Regions from separate parts of the Mus musculus genome. Here region 1 is linked to region 2. A link is a contact called in public HiChIP or PLAC-seq data. All regions are on one chromosome and are shown on one strand. The core of a region is the stretch at or near the end of the contact, and the rest is flanking DNA. Distances in the headings are between cores, read along the strand shown. Region 1 holds the start of Brf1 (BRF1, RNA polymerase III transcription initiation factor 90 kDa subunit). Region 2 holds the start of Zbtb42 (zinc finger and BTB domain containing 42).

Region 1 (4,574 bases), core at 1,490-3,989, 320 kb after region 2:
AGCCAGAGACTATCTGAAATGTAACTACAGCTACTACTATGACAGAAGCTGAAAAAGAAACCTTAATATTGGAAAAAAAAAAAAAGTTAAAAAAGCCGGGCTGTGGTGGCGCACGCCTTTAGTCCCAGCACTCGGGAGGCAGAGGCAGGTGGATTTCTGAGTTCCAGGACAGCCAGAGCTACACAGAGAAACCTTAATATTTAAGTAAGAACAGATGCAAGAAGTGGTAGGCACACGCCTACAATCTCGGCTGTGTAGAGACTGAAGCTGGAGCATCATGAGTTCGAGGCCAGCTTAAGTTACATAGTGAAACTAGGAAAGAGAAAGAGCGCAGAGGGCATTGTTTGTATATAGTCCCTTCCAGAAAGTAAGGGGGGGTGGGGAGGCAGGGACACAGCTCACTTGTTTCAGGAGTACATTCATTACCTTGACATCTAAGGCTGATAGATGTTAAACTACAGGCCAATACCCCAGGACAATGCCTCAGGTGAGCTTGCTTTTGGAACTCACAGCAGATTCAACAATCTGCTGCACGGGCTGGGGAGACAGTCCTGTCGGTCAGTGGAGTAAATGCTTGCTGTGCAGATCCCCAGGATGCACATAAAAGCAGGTCAGGAGTGTTAGCCACTTATAACCCCAGCAGTTGGGAGGCTGAGAGTGGTAATCCCTTGGCCAACCTGGTTAGCTAGAGTAGCCGGAATCAGGAGCCCCAAGTTCAGCAAGAGACCCTGACTCAGTAAAGTGGAGAACTATCAAGGAGGGTTCCTGATGCCAACTTTGGGCCTCCTTACTCATGTGCCCACACATACATGTATGCCTGTGCACACACACACACACACACCACACACACAGCCTCAGCCGCACAGGGCATGGTGTGCATGCTTGTAATCCCAGTACTTAGGAAACTGAGGCAGGGGAGGCTGCTAAAAGTTCAAGGCCAACCAGTCTACACAGGAACATCTTGTCTCAAAAAAAAACCCAAAAAGTTGGGTCTGGTAGTACAGGTTCATAACTGCAACTACTTAAGAGGCTGAGTCAGGAGGACTGCAAGCTCAATGCTTGCCTGGGTTACTGATTAAGTTCAAAGCCAGCCTGGACAACTTGTCAAAACCCTAACTCAAAGTAAACCATAAAAAGCTAGGAACATAGAGAGCTCAGTGGCACTGCACTTGCTTAGTATGAGCAAGACCTGGGCTCCAGCTCCATACACACAATACATATAAATATGCAAATACAGTTACATACAGTCCAAGGGAAAGAGATTACAAATACACTAGTCCATAGAGGAAGGCAAAAGCTGGATGGCTCACAATTCTGATCGCAAAACATTAAATGTAAACAAAAGGTCAGGCTGAATGCACTACAGAACCCGGAGCAGACTCACACAGGGGGGCAGACAATGACCTCTGCGGAAGGAACAATGGTAACTCCATGTAAAAAAAAAAAAAGGAATCCTTTCAGCAAACTATGTGTGGAAAATGGTACCTCCGCAGACAAGAAAGGAGCCTCAGCCCGCACATCCCACTTTCCACAAGGCTTAACTCAAAAAATGTGGACTAGGCTTCCACTGACATAGGGATTTGGGAACTGTTTAGTGTGCCAGAGTCCCTGGGCTAGATCCCCAGTCTACAGAAAATAAAAACAAAACTGCGTAAAAGTGTAAACAATAACTTTTAGAAGACAAACGCGGTGACTCAAAGACATCTTAGATTCGTGACAAAGGAAACTCTCAAGAAAGAAAAGGCGACAAATTGGAATGCTTCAAAATGTAAAACCTTTGGTCAAAATAGTAACATTTGCCTCAAGAATCAGATATACAAAGAAAGACTTGGAAGTATAACTCACCTAGAGACTCGACATTCAACGGTTAGGAAACAAACCCTTATTTTAAAAAGATAAGGACTCAGGCGACTGGGCAGAGAATTGAGGCTGGGCACATCTTCTTCATAGCCCTTAGGGCAATGACACCTGTTAGAGTGGCCAACCGGATAAACGGAACCTGCGAGCCTGAAAGCCGTGCCTGTCAGATTTCGGGACCCAGCCCGACGACCTCCGTTGGACCGGACCGCGACGCTTGGACCGGGCAGATCGCGGAGTTTACATCGGCGTACGGGACTCGGAGGGGACCTGGCTGCAGATTCCCGGCCCGGCCCTGCCTCAGTTTCCCTGTCCGACTGCCCACGGTCTGTCACAGGACGACCTACTTCAGTTTCCCCGCCAGCCTCGACTCCTCCCTCGGACCTCGCACACGCAGCCCTGCCCGGCCCCCTCGCCCGAGCTGCAGAACTCACCGTCCAGCGACACGAACTGGCCGACCGCCGACGAGCCGCCGCCGCTGTTCTCCACGAACTGCACCTCGGACACGATGATGTTGTCCTCGAGCACCGAGCCGCAGCCCGTGCACACCGCATCGCCGCGCGCCGCATCCAACTCGATGTCCGTGCCGCCGCAGCCGCGGCAGACGCGGCCCGTCATGGTGGAGCCGCGGGGCCCCACCGGCCCCCCAGCCGCTCAGCAGTCCGCTCTCCGCCCGCGGCCCTCAGCCCGCAAGGCCCGTCGCGCCGCCTCCGTCTGCGCCGCACTCTCGCGAGGCCGCCGGCGCCACGCCTGCCGATTCGTCGCGGCAGATTCGCCCAGCGCGTGCGGGCCGCGCTGCCTGCAACGGCCGCGCCCGCGGGACCGATAAAGGAACTCAAGAATCGTTGGGACGCTGGGACCGAACCGCCGACCTTCCGGGCGGCCGGAAGCAAAGCTCCAAACCTGGAACCCGGAGGCCTCGCGGGCCAAAAGCCAACAACGGGGCGGGACTGGAGGGCGGGCGAGAAGGGCGGGGCGGGGCGGGGCGGGGCGAGGAGCGCAGCCCGGGACCCGACTCGGGCCGTGGGAGGAGCCTAGGAGGAAATGCGGGCTGAGGGAGGAGCCTGGGACAGGGGCGAGGCTTAAAGTGACGGGGCCCGGAGTAGGCCGGTGGGTGGAGCTGGGACGAGTATGGGAGGAGCCTGTAGATGGCGCCGAGGCCACGAAGCTTTCGGTATGCGGAGCCGAAGGAGAGCCGATTGTCTGAGAGAGGAAATCTGGAAACAAAGTAGTGGGATGGGTTTGTGGGCGGTAACTTGTGTGCGGCCAAGGCCCGGCCCGTGGAGCCTGCACTGATTGGCACAATAGGCTTTGGGAGCGTCCTGGGCTGGATGTAGTGGGAGTAACTTGGGGAGTCAGCAAGCCCTAGAGGGCAGGATCAAGGACTGCCGGCGGGGCAGCGTTTAAGAGGGACCTGGAATGTTCTCCCAGACTCTGCTGCAGACACCTCATCCCCCATCCCTCAGTCCCAGGGTGAACAGTCTCTGGGACCACAGTTGGTCACCTCAACGCTGAGTTCTCAGCAGGACTTCCTATTTCCTGGCAGTAACGGGTCTGGGTAGTAGGGTAGTGAGCTCTGGGTAAAGTAGAGCATACACAGAACCCTCTGCATCCGCAGGCGCTGCTCACAATCTCAGCCATACCTGTCAGTCCTTGGGAAGTTTAGCAAATCTTGTGCACTACTACAGGTAAGAAACTCCAAAATTAGACTGCAGGATGCCACAGGAGCTCAAACTAAGAGGGAAGCATTGTAAATATGCAGACTTCTGATCAGCTTGCAAAACCAGCGTTATCAACACAATTTAGAAGAAGAACAAGAACAACAACTTGGAAAAAGCCGATTGTGTTGGTGCACACCTTTAGTCCCAGCACTCCAGAGGTAGGGGCAGGTGAATCTCTGTGAATTAGAGGCCAGCCAGGACTCTGTTTTATACATAGAGTAACCCTGTCACAAACAAACAAACAGAACTTGGGAGGGATCTCCTCAAAACATAGCAAAGGAAGGGTTGGTGAGATTGCTCGTCAAGTAAATGCCAAGCAAATCTGTCTGCCTTGCTTGAGTTCAATCCCAAGAACTCTGGTAAAGGCGGACTGAGAGAATTTACTCCACAAAATTCTCTTTTGACCTCCACACATGTACCCTCTCACCATCATGTGCACAATACATATTAAAGTCAAATGGCAAATGAAGGAATTGAAGGATTTGGAGTGCTGCACAGTTCCTGTGCTCTCGAGTCACCCCAAGGGATCCCAAATCAACATGTCATTGAATGCCTCAAAAGGTCCAGGACAGCCAATGGTATGTCCGGAAAAAAAACAAAAACAAAGCAATACTCCAGAAACCCAGAGTGAAGCACTCACAGGAGCTCCTGGTTCCCTATACAGTTGGTGTCTTTAGGAGATAACCATGGTCAGAGTCCCAAGGTGGAGGACCAGGGTCCTTCAGACCTCCTCACAGATGCCCCTGAGCCTTGTCCCTTCTCAGTGACCCCAATGTACATTGCAGTAAGACAAGTGCTAAGAAGGGAAGAGCAGCAAGTTCTTCAGCCCCTACAGAGGAACCAGGTGGAGCCCTATCTTCTTTGGAGGGCCTGGGGATGCTTCCCTGCCATTCTATCTTGAAAAAGGCTCACCCAATCTGAGTCTTAAAGAGCAAGAATATCTTGCTCTGCAGGGGATAAACATGAAAAGGTGAGCTTATCACTCATGAATGCCAT
Region 2 (4,332 bases), core at 115-2,614:
ACAACACTGGTTTTCTTCCCTGTAGAATCTAGGTCCTCCAGGAACCCTGGGAGCCCCCTTGGGCTTCCAATACAACTTTGAACAGGCCCCCTGGAGCTGTCCCCAACAGCCAGAAAGCCCCACTTCACAACTGGGTACTCTGTTCTGAGTGTCTAATGAGCCGGGCAGGGGGTTGGGGGGAGAGACAGGACTCAGCGGCTGTCTCTACCCAGAATGCCTTTGGATATTCTACCCAAACCCCTTTCCCTGTAATTCCTGTGCAAGACCTCCTTCATACTTACCCTCCAGCTCTCTATGTGGTGCCCACCCAACATTATTGGTCCCTGGACTTCTAACAAATGCAAGGTGAAAATTCGGAACGGGCCTAGCCCCATAGGAACTCTGGCTCTGTGATTTGGTACTGCGTGGCCCCTCCCTCACGCTAGAACTGTAAATGAGAGTGTCTAACTGACAAGCTTAATGAAGCTCAACGTGAGCGATGTCTCAAGCAACTTCAAGCCCCCTCAGCTAAGAATACCCCTCCGCCTGCACACTTGGGAGCCATTGGTGTAGCCCATGCCAAGGGGCCTCGACTCCTCTAAACCCCGGGCTCTATTGTCACGTCCTCTCCCCAGAAGAAGCAGGAGTCTCCTCAAACCCTGCTGACCCTGATTCCCCTGGAACACTGTGCCCAGGGTGCCGGCCCTGGCCTCTCTCCATATCACTCCTCCTACATCCTGTGTGTGACCTGTCTGCCTAACTCCGGAGGTCTCCTGCCACTTCTCTGTGATTGTGTCTTAAACCCATCCCACCACATCTGCCCTACCCAGTGCCCTCTGTCACAGATCTTAGTGCGCTTGACTGTCAGCCCAGGGTCTGCAGAGGGCGGTAATTCTCTCTCTGAGACCCCAGCTCCACGGCCTGTCCCAGATGTGTTAACGTGAATTCAAGAGAAATCTTCATAGGGCGAAGTGAATTTCTTTTTGACATTTGTGGTCTCTCATTGGCGCCCTGACCCATCTGAAGGACCGTCTTCCAACGGGTCCGAGGCCATTGTCCCGTAGTCCACGGAGAAGCAACTGCCCCTTTGTCCACCAGGGCAGTCGGGACCCCATGGAGGACACAGAGGCCCAGGAGACAAGTATCGCGAGAGGGTCCCGCACCCCCTCCCGTCACAGAGTGCGGCGGGCTAGCTTCTAGCGGGACTGACCGGGTGGGGCGGACAGAGAAGGGGTAGCGAGGTGACCTCAGCGGTTCGGCCGCTCCGGGAAGTCGCCCGGTCCGCCCCCTCCAGCTCCAGCCGGGAGTTTCGCTCTTCGGGGCGGGGCAAGCAGCAGGCGTTGCCCCGCCGGCCAAGTTAGTGCGCGCCCCGCCCGGCGCCGTCCGGGTCCCCGCGCCCTCCCGGCCGGGGCGCGCCGCCCCCAGTTCGGTGCGGTCCGAGCTGCACGGGAAAGCTTGCAGAACGAGCGGAGAGCCGCGCGTGCGGCGAAGGTGAGCACAGGGGCGGGTACTCGGCTCCGCCTGCCTAGCCGGCCGTTCCCCACGGCCGCGCTGCCATAAATGGGGCCGACGGCAGCGGTGGCAGCTGGCGGCGGTGCGGGCGGGCGGCGACTCTGGCGTCGGGGGGCGCGGCAGGCGGGGGGGGGGGGGCGAGGCAGCCTGAAGTCCTGACTTCTTTCTGTCCGCGCGGCTCGGCCCCTCCGCTGCGCCCCGAGCCCCGCCCCGGCGGCAGAGCGGCTTCTGTTTACTTTCGATCGAGTTTTTCCTGCTCCGGGCAGGTGCCGGGGCAGCTCAGGGCTGGCGGTTGCGCGCGTCACTCCCGCGCCTCTCTGTGGGCTGCCTGCACCCGGGAAGGGCGCGTCGGGGCGAGCGGGGGCCACGGCATCCCCGGCGTGTTGACAGGCGTCCCGTTTGTGCCCAGGTGATGACTGCGGCGGCATGGAGTTCCCGGAGCACGGCGTACGGCTGCTGGGCCGCCTGAGGCAGCAGCGCGAGCTGGGGTTCCTGTGCGACTGCACTGTTCTGGTGGGCGACGCGCGCTTCCCTGCGCACCGCGCTGTACTGGCCGCGTGCAGTGTCTACTTCCATCTCTTCTACAGGGATCAGCCCGCGAGCAGCCGCGACACGGTGCGGCTCAACGGCGACATCGTCACGGTACCCGCCTTCAGCCGCCTGCTGGACTTCATGTACGAGGGCCGCTTGGACCTGCACAACCTACCTGTCGAGGACGTCCTGGCTGCCGCCAGTTACCTGCACATGTATGACATCGTCAAGGTCTGCAAGGGCAGACTCAGAAAGAAGGACCCAGATCTGGAGACCCGTACGCTGGGGACAGAGCTTCCTGGGCAGCCACCACACCCCCTGCCTTCCTGGTCCCCTGCCTTCTGCCAAGCCGCACCAAAGGCCAAACACCCATCTCTAGGGGTCAAGGCTACCCATCCCCTGCCAACATTTGGACCTCCGTCTTGGCAGGTTGCAGAGCAGTCAAGTGGGGCCCTGGACCTGTCACTGAAGCCTAGCCCAAGACCGGAGCAGGTACACCCACCCTGTCGCCTCCAGACATCCCTCTGCAGCTCCGTACAGCAAGTGGCGCAGCCTCTGGTGAAGGCTGAGCAAGATTCGTTCTCAGAACAAGATAGCAGCAGCCCGCAGAGCGCGGACCGATCCCCACCACCAGTCTGTGCTTCTGCAGCCCAGGGCCTGGCAGTGGACTTGGAGCCACTGCACATCGAAGGGACGGGCAGCCAGCAGCTTGGGCTGCCTGCAGAGCCAGTGCTCGACAGTGAAGAGCTGGGTCCCAGCAGGCACCTTTGCATTTGCCCGCTATGCTGCAAGCTGTTCCCTAGCACCCACGCACTGCAGCTGCATCTCAGCGCCCACTTCCGGGAGCGGGACAGTGTCCGTGCCAGGCTCTCCCCCGAGGGGTCCGTGCCCACGTGCCCACTCTGCAGCAAGACCTTCTCCTGCACATACACCCTGAAGAGGCATGAACGGACACACTCTGGGGAGAAGCCCTATACCTGCGTGCAGTGTGGCAAGAGCTTCCAGTACTCACACAACTTAAGCCGGCATGCTGTGGTCCACACGCGGGAGAAGCCCCATGCCTGCCGCTGGTGTGAGCGCAGATTCACACAGTCCGGTGACCTGTACCGCCATGTCCGCAAGTTCCACTATGGCCTAGTCAAGCCCTTGCTTGTGTGAAGTGTTTTTCTGTATCCCCCCCAAGGTGGAGGGAGAAAAGGGGCAGGGTCTCCTGGGTGGGACTCTGGGGCAGAGGAAAAAAGCACAGGCCGGTGGTAGCACTACCCCAAGGCTAGAAGGTTGCACCAGCCAACCTGAATGAATGTTGCTGCTTCTTGGATGGGTTGCCGCCTTCTCTCCTTCTCCCCACCTCACACCTGAGGTTGTACCCTGCCCAGTTAGGGACACTTTCTTCCTCACTGTCCTCTCTAGCAAGGTTCTAGAGTGCCTGGCCTGCCCGCACACTGGGCAGTGAGAGGTAACTCAGTTTTCCTGCCCTGGAGCTTCCCTGTCCTGCTGGGAGACTTGAGAGTGTCCTTGTTTGCCTAATGCCACGATGGAATGACTCAACTTGTCAAGAAAGTCATTAATGCAAGTGTCTTAACAGGGTGCACTGAGTGAGCAGGCCATTCCTGGTGAGTGACAGCAGGAGCCCCTGTTGAGAAGGCCTCAGGCACAACAAGTACCAGCAGGGGCCATAGAGATGCAGCTGGCCTTTCAGGAGGCATAGCTCCAGCAGGGACCCCGAGCATCATGAGGAGGGCAGCTGAAGCTGGGTGTCCCTGGAGTGGGACTTTGGACAACGAAGGAGAATTTGGAAATGGATTGTCTTTAATAGCTGGAGCCTCCCAAGGCCACTATGTGTCCCCTACTGGTTGAAGATCCTGCAAGTGTCCCCTACTGGCTTCATGGGGCTGGTGATGGCAGATTTTGCCATGAACCAAGCTTTGCATGTTGAAGCTGATGCTGTGTTCCAGCAGGCCTGACCCTGGGAGTCGCTCTGCTGCTTTCTGAGGGTCTCCCTGGAGCCGTGGTCATTCCCAGGCACCGCACACCCAAGGCCAGAGCTTGGCCAGCTTTAACAGGAGTAATGCTCGCCGCACCACCTCCTGCCGAGGGGCATGAGTAGGAGCAGCTGTCACAGGGAGAAAGGAGGCAGATTGTCCCTTCATCTACAGCCCTGGAAGGAAGGCTGGTGCCCTTGAAATGTGAAGAACTTTGCCCTCTGCCTCTGCTGTGGATATGGGCCACCTTACTTTGACGACCTGCACACCAAGCAAGCCTTGGTCATTTCAGGAAGGGTGTGGGGCAGGATGGGGGTGGCCTCAGCAA

The links. HiChIP or PLAC-seq counts read pairs in DNA pulled down with a chosen protein or histone mark.
Region 1: an H3K27ac HiChIP or PLAC-seq map of extraembryonic endoderm stem cells shows a contact between it and region 2, with 2.5 times the contacts expected there. The contact joins the promoter of Brf1 here to the promoter of Zbtb42 in region 2. A contact is called at or near these places in 4 of 39 promoter capture datasets (the C10 cell line, the HPC-7 cell line and cranial neural crest), 2 of 484 Hi-C or Micro-C datasets (bone marrow and neutrophils), 1 of 115 datasets of contacts at active chromatin or transcription factors (extraembryonic endoderm stem cells) and 2 of 9 other capture datasets (adipose tissue and liver).

The regions. Positions count from the first base shown.
Region 1 is chr12:112,997,882-113,002,455 of GRCm38.p6, forward strand. It overlaps Brf1 (BRF1, RNA polymerase III transcription initiation factor 90 kDa subunit), which reads right to left and starts at 2,740. Exons shown (of 18, transcript NM_028193.3): 1 at 2,292-2,740. The coding sequence starts at 2,475. 9230104M06Rik (a long non-coding RNA gene) reads left to right here and starts at 2,843. Exons shown (of 3, transcript XR_001780729.2): 1 at 2,843-3,031; 2 at 3,476-3,545.
Region 2 is chr12:112,677,476-112,681,807 of GRCm38.p6, forward strand. It overlaps Zbtb42 (zinc finger and BTB domain containing 42), which reads left to right and starts at 1,365. Exons shown (of 2, transcript NM_001100460.1): 1 at 1,365-1,470; 2 at 1,901-4,332. The coding sequence starts at 1,918. The coding sequence ends at 3,180.